Linked DNA regions of Rattus norvegicus: region 2 is linked to region 1. The links are chromatin contacts, called in public Hi-C maps. All regions are on one chromosome and are shown on one strand. Each heading gives the region's core, a stretch centred on a gene start, on an enhancer-like site or on the middle of the called end of the contact. The rest is flanking DNA. Distances are from core to core; before and after follow the strand shown. Region 1 holds the start of Slc25a34 (solute carrier family 25, member 34). Region 2 holds the start of Dnajc16 (DnaJ heat shock protein family (Hsp40) member C16).

Region 1 (4,085 bases), core at 939-3,438:
CGCAAGACTAGGTTTTGTTTGGGGCCCCATCTGTCACCAACCCTGTGTGAAGGAGGCAGGGAACTTCCCACTCCCTCTGTGTCGGGATTCCCAGCCCCTTACCTGTTGATCCTGTACCCATGCCTTGGCAGAGGTAAAGGTGGCCAGCTGGGCAGCTGAACCCACTGTGACTCGGGGCACAGCCGCACCCACACCCCGCCACAGCCCCAGCATGCCCTGTTGGCGCCAGATGGTCTCCAGGGCACTCAGGACACCCTGTGGGAAGATGATGGTATGATTCGCTAGACAGCCTCAGTGCCTGCACAGCCAGGAGCCCCAGGTTCTGGGGAAGGTGTCTTACCTGATGTTGGTGCTGATGTCCCACGGCCACAGCAGCCCCTGTCTGGGCCTGCAGCTGTGTCTTGACCTGCGAGTACAGAGCAGAAGGGAGCTCTGGGATAGAGCCTTGGAACCAAACATGTTTGAGCCCCTCTCCTGCATGGAATTCCTGACCCCACATCGGAAGCTCAGAGAGACAGTCTTGGTTGGCCAGAGTTCACTTTTATTATTTTAAAATTTGGGGGCTGGAGAGATGGCTCAGCGGTTAAGAGCACTGCCTGTTCTTCCTGAGGTCCTGAGTTCAATTCTTGGCAATCACATGGTGGCTCACAACCATCTGTAATGGGATCTGATGACCCCTTTTGGTGTGCATGAAGACAGTGACAGTGTACTCACATACATGAAATAAATAAAATGGGTCTTCCTTTTTTTTTTTTTTTTTTTTTTTCGGAGCTGGGGATCGAACCCAGGGCTTTGTGCTTGCTAGGCAAGCCCTCTACCACTGAGCTAAATCCCCAACCCCAATAAAATGGGTCTTAAAATTTGAGACACTGGGGCTGGAGAGATGGCTCAGCGGTTAAGAGCACCCGACTGCTCTTCCAGAGGTCATGAGTTCAATTCCCAGCAACCACATGGTAGCTCACAACCATCTGTAAAGAGATCTGATGCCCTCTTCTGGTGTGTCTGAAGACAGCTACAGTGTACTTATATATAATAAATAAATAAATTAAAAAAAAATTGAGACATTGCCTCCTGTACCCCAGGCTGGCCCCAAATGAGTCTTGTGACGGTAACCTTAATTCTGATTTTTCCTGCCTCCACCTCTCAGATGCTGGGATTATGGGTAGGCAGGCAGTGCCATGCCTGGCTTATGCTGTGCTTGGGAACAAACCTGGGGCTTAGTACACAGTAGGTAAGCACAATACCAATGGAGCCACATCCTGAGGCCTGGGCATGCATCTCAGTGACTCAGGTTTCCTAAGAAGATCTTTGGGGACTCTGCAGCTACTCTCAAGGACAGAGTAATTGTTTGGTGCCTAGACCAGGACACCACAGACTTATGCTTTGTGTCAGCTTTTATTCTTCCCGTACGCCGGGCTCCTTAGGTGTGACCACGGGCAAGCAAGGACTCGAATCTGCCTTCTTTATCACCTGCCCTCTCTCCCGGCTAACACCAGTGGGCACGGCCCCTGAAGAAGCAAGGGTCAGAGCGAGGGCAGATTCCAGGTCTGAGCCAGATATTCCCAGCGGACAGTCCCCTCCCAAACCGTCCTGCCCAACCCAAAGCCACAAAGTCCACCGGTCACATTGGTCATGGAGTCATAAAGGAAGGAGAAGACACTTACCAGGTAAGCAGGACTCCCCACAAAGGCTCCCAATGCCCCGGCCACAGCACCTGCGACCACAGTGCCGCCCGGTTGCTGGGTGAGGCCAGCCTGGCATGCCAGGCTGTAGCAGTAGAAACGGACACCATTCATGAGGCCCTGGTAGAGAAGGCCAGCGGCCAGCCCCTTCTGCAGGCCCCACAGCCCATCTGCCCGGGCAACAGCCGTAACAGAAGACACAAAGCCCCGGTAGGGCCGTGGGTAGGTGCCTGGGGCCTGCAGTTCCCCCTGCAGTTGTAGACGGGTCTTTACCACTTCCAGGGGATTGGTGAATACACAGGCCAGGCAGCAGGCTGAGGCACCCAGCACCAGGTCCACAGCCGGGGACACCATCTCCCTCGAATCTGTGGCAGGGGCCATCTGTGCCTGGGTCAGCGTCATGGCACAGGCTGTAGGTGGTTGTGTCTAGGCAGTCTGCACCCTTGTGTGGCCCCAGGGCTGGGGATCAAAGGGGGCCAGCTCCATGCCTGGAGGACAGAGCTCCTGTCACTGACTGGAGGCCCCTGGCTGTCTTGGAACTCCACCTGCTGCTCATCAGCAGAGCTATGGGAATCTGGACACACCTCCCCTGGCTCAGACCAATCCCGGCTGCTGCTGGCCAGGGCGGGCCTGGGCCCTGGGATCTGGAGGAAAGGTCACTTGTAACTGGAAGGACAGTGGGTAGGAAGAGAGAGCCAAGCTAGAGTACAGGAGGGTACACCTCCTTGTCCTCTAGACTTCCTGTCCAAGCCCGGGTCCTGGGCTTGTGGTGACTTGGCCCTAAGCGTGGCTGACCAGCAACTGTCCCATTTCTACATCTGCCAGATTACAGCTCTTTTCTTCCTTCCTTCCTCCTTTCCTTTCTTTCTTTCTTTCTTTCTTTCTTTCTTTCTTTCTTTCTTTCTTTCTTTCTGATTTATTTTATGTATATGGATACACTGTAGCTGTCTTCAGACACACCAGAAGAAGGCATCAGATGGTTGTGAGCCACCATGCAGTGGTTGCAGGGATTTGAACTCAGAACCTCTGGAAGCGCAGTCAGTGCTCTTAACCACTGAGCCATCTCTCGGCCCCTTTCTTTCTTTCTTTCTTTCTTTCTTTCTTTCTTTCTTTCTTTCTTTCTTTCTTTTTTTCTTTTTTTTTGTTTTTGTTTTTTTCCGGAGCTGGGGACTGAACCCAGGGCCTTGTGCTTGCTAGGCAAGCGCTCTACCACTGAGCTAAATCCCCAACCCCCTTTCTTTCTTTTTTAAAAGTTTATTCACCTAACATCTTTTTTGTTTGGTTTTTAAAACAGGGTCTTTCTATGTAACCCTGGCTGGCCCGACGCTAGCAGTGAAGACCAGGCTGGCCTGGAACACACAGAGCTCCACCTGCCTCTGCCTCCCAAGCGCTCACATTAAAGGTGTGCGCCGCCACGCCCATCTCTACAGTCCCATGTCAACAAGAGTGAATGTAAGGGACCCCGGAGCCCTGAAGAACCATTGGTGACATTGTTCAGTTTTGTGTGTGATGGTGTCTCTTTCTCAGGGGCTCACTGGGCTGCCCAGGTCACCTCCAAAACCACAGCAGGCTCCATCTGCCTCTGTCCCCCAGTACTGACAGCACAAACACGCAGATGCATGCCTACTGCGTCTCTTACTTTGTATGTATATGAGTGCTTTGCCTGTGTGTGAGGTGTGTGTGTGCACACGGACGCGTGCACCTGTGCCTGGTGCCCATGGAAGCCAGAGAGGGTGCTGCACACTCTGGAACTGGAGTTACATGTGAGTGTGAACTACCATGTGGGTGGGTGCTGGGAATTGAACCCAGGCCCTCTGGAAGAGCTAGTTCGGTGCCCCAAACGTGAACAATTTCTCCAATCCTGTTACATTTTTTCTTTTCTTTTTTTTTAAAGATTTATTCATTTATTATATACAAGTACACTGTAGCTGTCTTCAGACACACCAGAAGAGGGCATCGGATCTCTTTACAGATGGTTGTGAGCCACCATGTGGTTGCTGGGATTTGAACTCAGGTCCTCTGGAAGAGCAGTCAGTGCTCTTAACTGCTGAGCCATCTCTCCAGCCCCCATTTTTTTCTTTTTTCTTTTAATTTTTTTTCTTTTTTAAAGACAGGGTTTCTCTGTGTAGCTCTGACTGGCCTGGAACTCATGGAGATTGCCTGCCTCCGCCTCCCAAATGCTGGGTTAAAGGTGTGCAGTACCCAGAAAACACCACTGATGTCAATGACTTTTTTAAAGGCCGGGTCTCACTATATGGCTTAGGTTATCCTGTATGTGTGCATGTGTGTGAGAGCGGGAACATGCATGACACCGAGGGCAACTTTGGGGGCCATTATGGGATAAAAGAAGGGTTACTTGGACACAAATCCTGCTCCACCCCCAGTCGATGTGAAAACCAGGTG
Region 2 (4,085 bases), core at 911-3,410, 170 kb after region 1:
GTAGTATTCCTGAAGAATTGTGTATTAAAGTAAACACAGACTTTAGACTGCTAAAAAAGATGGAGCATGGGCCATTAGCTGGCCCTCAATACTCTAAACAGGTCTACAAATACACCCAGCACAGAAACAGACAAGTCATCCTCATTGAGGCTTCAGCCACCTGCTGACTGCTTAGCAGACATTGAACTCCTGTTCATGGTTTCACCTACCATTCCCGAGCGAGCTTCTTATATGCCTTTTTAATGTCAGCCTGACTGGCTGTGCGGCTGACCCCTAGGACTCTGTACGGGTCAAAATCCAATGCAGACAGGCTTTGCAGGATCAGAACGAGGACTATCAAGAATTGCCAGGAAATGCTCAACCTTTTCAATTCCATCTCTCTTCCTTCCCAGAGCTGAAATGATTAAAAGGTAGTTTTAAGTTCAAGAGACAGGAACCCGAATGCTTGTGCTTTCTTAGGGAGGGGATCAAGATGTTCAGATGAGAACTAAACAAGAAATTTTCTTAAAAAGGGGAGTGTGTCAATCTAGTTGTTGTCCCTATCTTAAAAAAAAAACATAACTTTTGAATATCACACATAAGAACTATTATAAGTTAAAAAAAAGACAACTCATATTAGAAAAGCCCTTTTAAAATTATTAAAAATGGGGGCTGGGGATTTAGCTCAGTGGTAGAGCGCTTACCTAGGAAGCGCAAGGCCCTGGGTTCGGTCCCCAGCTCCGAAAAAAAGAACCAAAAAAAAAAAAATTATTAAAAATGAATGCTCTGAAATACATGGTGACTACAAGAACAGATTTAGGATATCCAGGAGACCACATCTCACCTGCACAACCTCACCTATCATAATAATAAACAATTGGCTTCAGAGTAGCTCAGGATGTGTCAAATTAATTCACGAATTCATCATGATTTCTCATGTACTAAATTACATTCTGGGATCACTGTGGCATTTCTGGGCACTAAATGGACATCAAAGTAAAACTTTACAAATAATTGTGCAGTAATATTCAGAAGCCTGCTGCTATCATCATCATCATCATCATCATCATCATCATCATCATCATCATCATCATCATCACATTCATTCAGACGAAATGGGAAGCTGTTTTTTAAGCCAGTTAGCAATTTGGTTATTGACCATGGAAACTTCAGATATGAAAAAATGGTTATGAAAGAATTTAGTTTTCCATCTAAAGAGAACAGGAAAGACTTAATGAATAGGCAGGGCTTTAAAATGTCTTAACTACAACTCAGTTGAGGGGTTGAACTCAGTGTGGGTTTTGGAATAATCCTGGCTGGTTGGTACGGAGATAGTGTAGACCTGGACACACACACACTCACACAGAGGGCTATGGTCTTTTATACCATACATTATTTTCATGGGTTACATTTATCTTGACCTCACAGTGTTCAGTTCAGTGGCTGACAACTCACTCGGGACGGGGGGGGGGGTGTATTTGACAAGTTCCAGGCATAAATCCTGCTTGGGAGTCTTCACAGACAATTGACCACTGTTTAGGACTGCATACATGCTAAGTACAATCCACAAGCAAGCCAGTTTCTCTTTCAAGACAACCTGTTCTGAGGTATTGAGATCCAGAATGAGGATCAGATTGGGGGTGGAGGGGAGGTTGTCCACCATTCTAGGACCTAAACCTGTGTTCTTGCTGGCAGGGTGTGACTGAGCACCAGCACCTAGCAGGATCTTCATGGTCGGGGGTGGGGTAAAGTGGGTAAGGGGTTTAATATGCAAAAGCCACAAGCAGGGTGGGTGAATTGTCAGCCCTTCAGTGGGTGAGATGGGGACATTATTTTGGCTGACGTTCTCCAGCTCCAGGGGGCTGGCCACAGGGCAGGGGACGCGCTGGCCAACAGGTAGCCCTCGGTGTCCCCAAACGCAGGTGGCTGAGGCTCCCCAGACGCTCCGCAGGACCAAGTCCCGACTCCGGTGCCCGCCCGGGTCGCGACCTTCCGGGAGGCGGCCCCCTCCCCCGCCGCCCCGGTTCCTGTCGGCTCCCGGGTCCCCCCGGGCCCAGCAAGGGCTGAGGTCGCGGAGGATCTCACGGAAGATCCCCCAGCCTGCAGGGCCCCGCCGCGTTCGCGCGTCACGCCGGGAAGGAGTTACCGGGAAAGGGCACCGGCCCAACCGGCCGCAGAGTCCGTGCTCCAGTGAATCCGCCGGGGCCGGCGCTTCCAGTCCACACCAGAGCACCTGGGGAGGGGAAAGAGGCGGGGCCCAGGCCCCGGGCCGTCACGTGTCACTTAAAGACCCAGTGTCTGGAAGGCGTGCAAGGACTGGGTTTAGGCTGCACTCTCAGCCAGCCTATTTTGGCCCTGATGGTCTCCGTAGGCACGTGGATCGGGCGCGGTTGCTATAGGAACGGAGCGCGCTCTCCGGCTGGGTCTGAAGGCTTGATCTTGACCAGCGAGGCCAGAGCGTGCCTACTAGCGAGGCCAACTCGCTATGCATCACGGGATACCAGGAAGACCTCCGGGAACTGGGGAGGGGTTTCCACTGGTTGCCAGAAGGTGGCCCACTTCTAGCAACTGTTGCTAGGACGGGGACGCAGTCGCTGGTCCCAGTTCACTTTGACCCTATTCATAGAATCCTAGAACGTCAGAGTTTGAGGCGACCTTAGGGATTCTTCCTAGTTCAACCTCTCCATATACTGAAGTTCGGAGAGGGTCAAAGACTTGCCCAAAGCTTAGAATCCAAGACTTCAAATTCTGTATATCAAACCAAAAATGTTCTAGACTGGGATTTAGACAAGAACTGGGGAAGAGGGCGTGGTGAATAGGCTGACATTTTTTTGCGCCTGCAACCAAGGGCTCTTGGGAATGTATTTTCTATTCCATGCCTCCTGTTGAGTGAATTCTTATGTTATTGGTTGCTTTTTATCCCTTACCTAGCACACCGTTTTTGTTGTTTGTTTTTGAGACAGGGTCTCACTGTGTAACCCTCGCTGGCCTGGAACTTGCTAGGTGGACCAGGGTGGCCTCAAACTCACGAGCTCTGCCTGCCTCTGCCTCCCAAAAGAGTTCTGGCATTAAAAGTCTGCACTACCATGCCCGGCTCTATCTTTTATGCATTTATTCCATATCTCTGCTCTTTTAGGAGTGTAAGCTCCTGTAGGCAGTCTCTTTTCTTCTTCAGCACCGTATCACTGTCTGCACAGACCTTGATTTGTACAAGCTGTCAGTATTTGAATAGTTAGTTGCAAAATAAATGAAAAGTGAAGCTAAAGCTTGTTGCGCCCCCCTCCCACCTTGGCCTGTGTGGGCAATAAAATGCGGCCCTCATGCATGCTAGGCAAGTGCTCTATCACTGAGCTCCAAGGCTTTGCTGCTCGAATGAACAATACATTCATACTGGTTTTCAGTTGAGCTTCTGCACTTGCACCAGCAGACCAATGTGCTGTAGTCACTCATGCTCATTTTTACCAAGCCGAAACTAGGTTATTTAACTGTCTGAGAAATCAGGTGACAGAGATATAACTGCCCAATCCCCAAACCAGCCAGTTTTAGCCAACATGGCGAATCTCCTTGACTTGGCAACTACTCCCCTTCGAGTTTCTTGTTTGGGCTCTCCCCAGACTTCCTGTTTGTAAATTCACCTCAGCTGCTCATCCGAATGTGCATCCTATCTAATGGAAAGAAGCGTTGCCTGATGCTAAAATCGGGAAGCGAGTGTAATATCATCTTTTGACATATTCCATGGTGGATTCTTGGCTAAGGGTCTATCCCAGTTCGGGTTTGAATCTCAGATGCCTCTGTTGGGGGTCAAGCTGTGAGATCCCTAACACATGTCCACAGCTGTCAGCAAGGAATAACTATTATCGGGAATATGTCAGGGATAATAACATGGCTAGCTGGGACAACACCGTAAGTGGCTAGCACGATGCTCAATTATTTTTTAAAAATGATTTATTTACTTAATGTATATAGGAATCTTCATGCACACCAAAAGAGGGAATCACCTTCCATTATAGATGGCTGTGAGCCACCATGTGGTTGCTGGGATATGAATTCAGGACCTCTGGAAGAGCAGCCAGTGCTCTTAACCACTGAACCATCTCTCCAGCCTT

Evidence for each region. A called contact is a pair of places that touch in the nucleus more often than the background predicts.
Region 2: a contact with region 1 is called in a Hi-C map of liver, with 5 times the contacts expected there. The contact joins the promoter of Dnajc16 here to the promoter of Slc25a34 in region 1. A contact is called at or near these places in 4 of 12 Hi-C or Micro-C datasets (Schwann cells, liver, mammary epithelial cells and 1 more).

The regions. Positions count from the first base shown.
Region 1 is chr5:159,217,704-159,221,788 of GRCr8, forward strand. Slc25a34 (solute carrier family 25, member 34) reads right to left here and starts at 2,189. Exons shown (of 5, transcript NM_001013936.2): 1 at 1,665-2,189; 2 at 341-406; 3 at 103-255. The coding sequence starts at 2,084.
Region 2 is chr5:159,386,951-159,391,035 of GRCr8, forward strand. It overlaps Dnajc16 (DnaJ heat shock protein family (Hsp40) member C16), which reads right to left and starts at 2,161. Exons shown (of 15, transcript NM_001014194.1): 1 at 2,126-2,161; 2 at 210-394. The coding sequence starts at 376.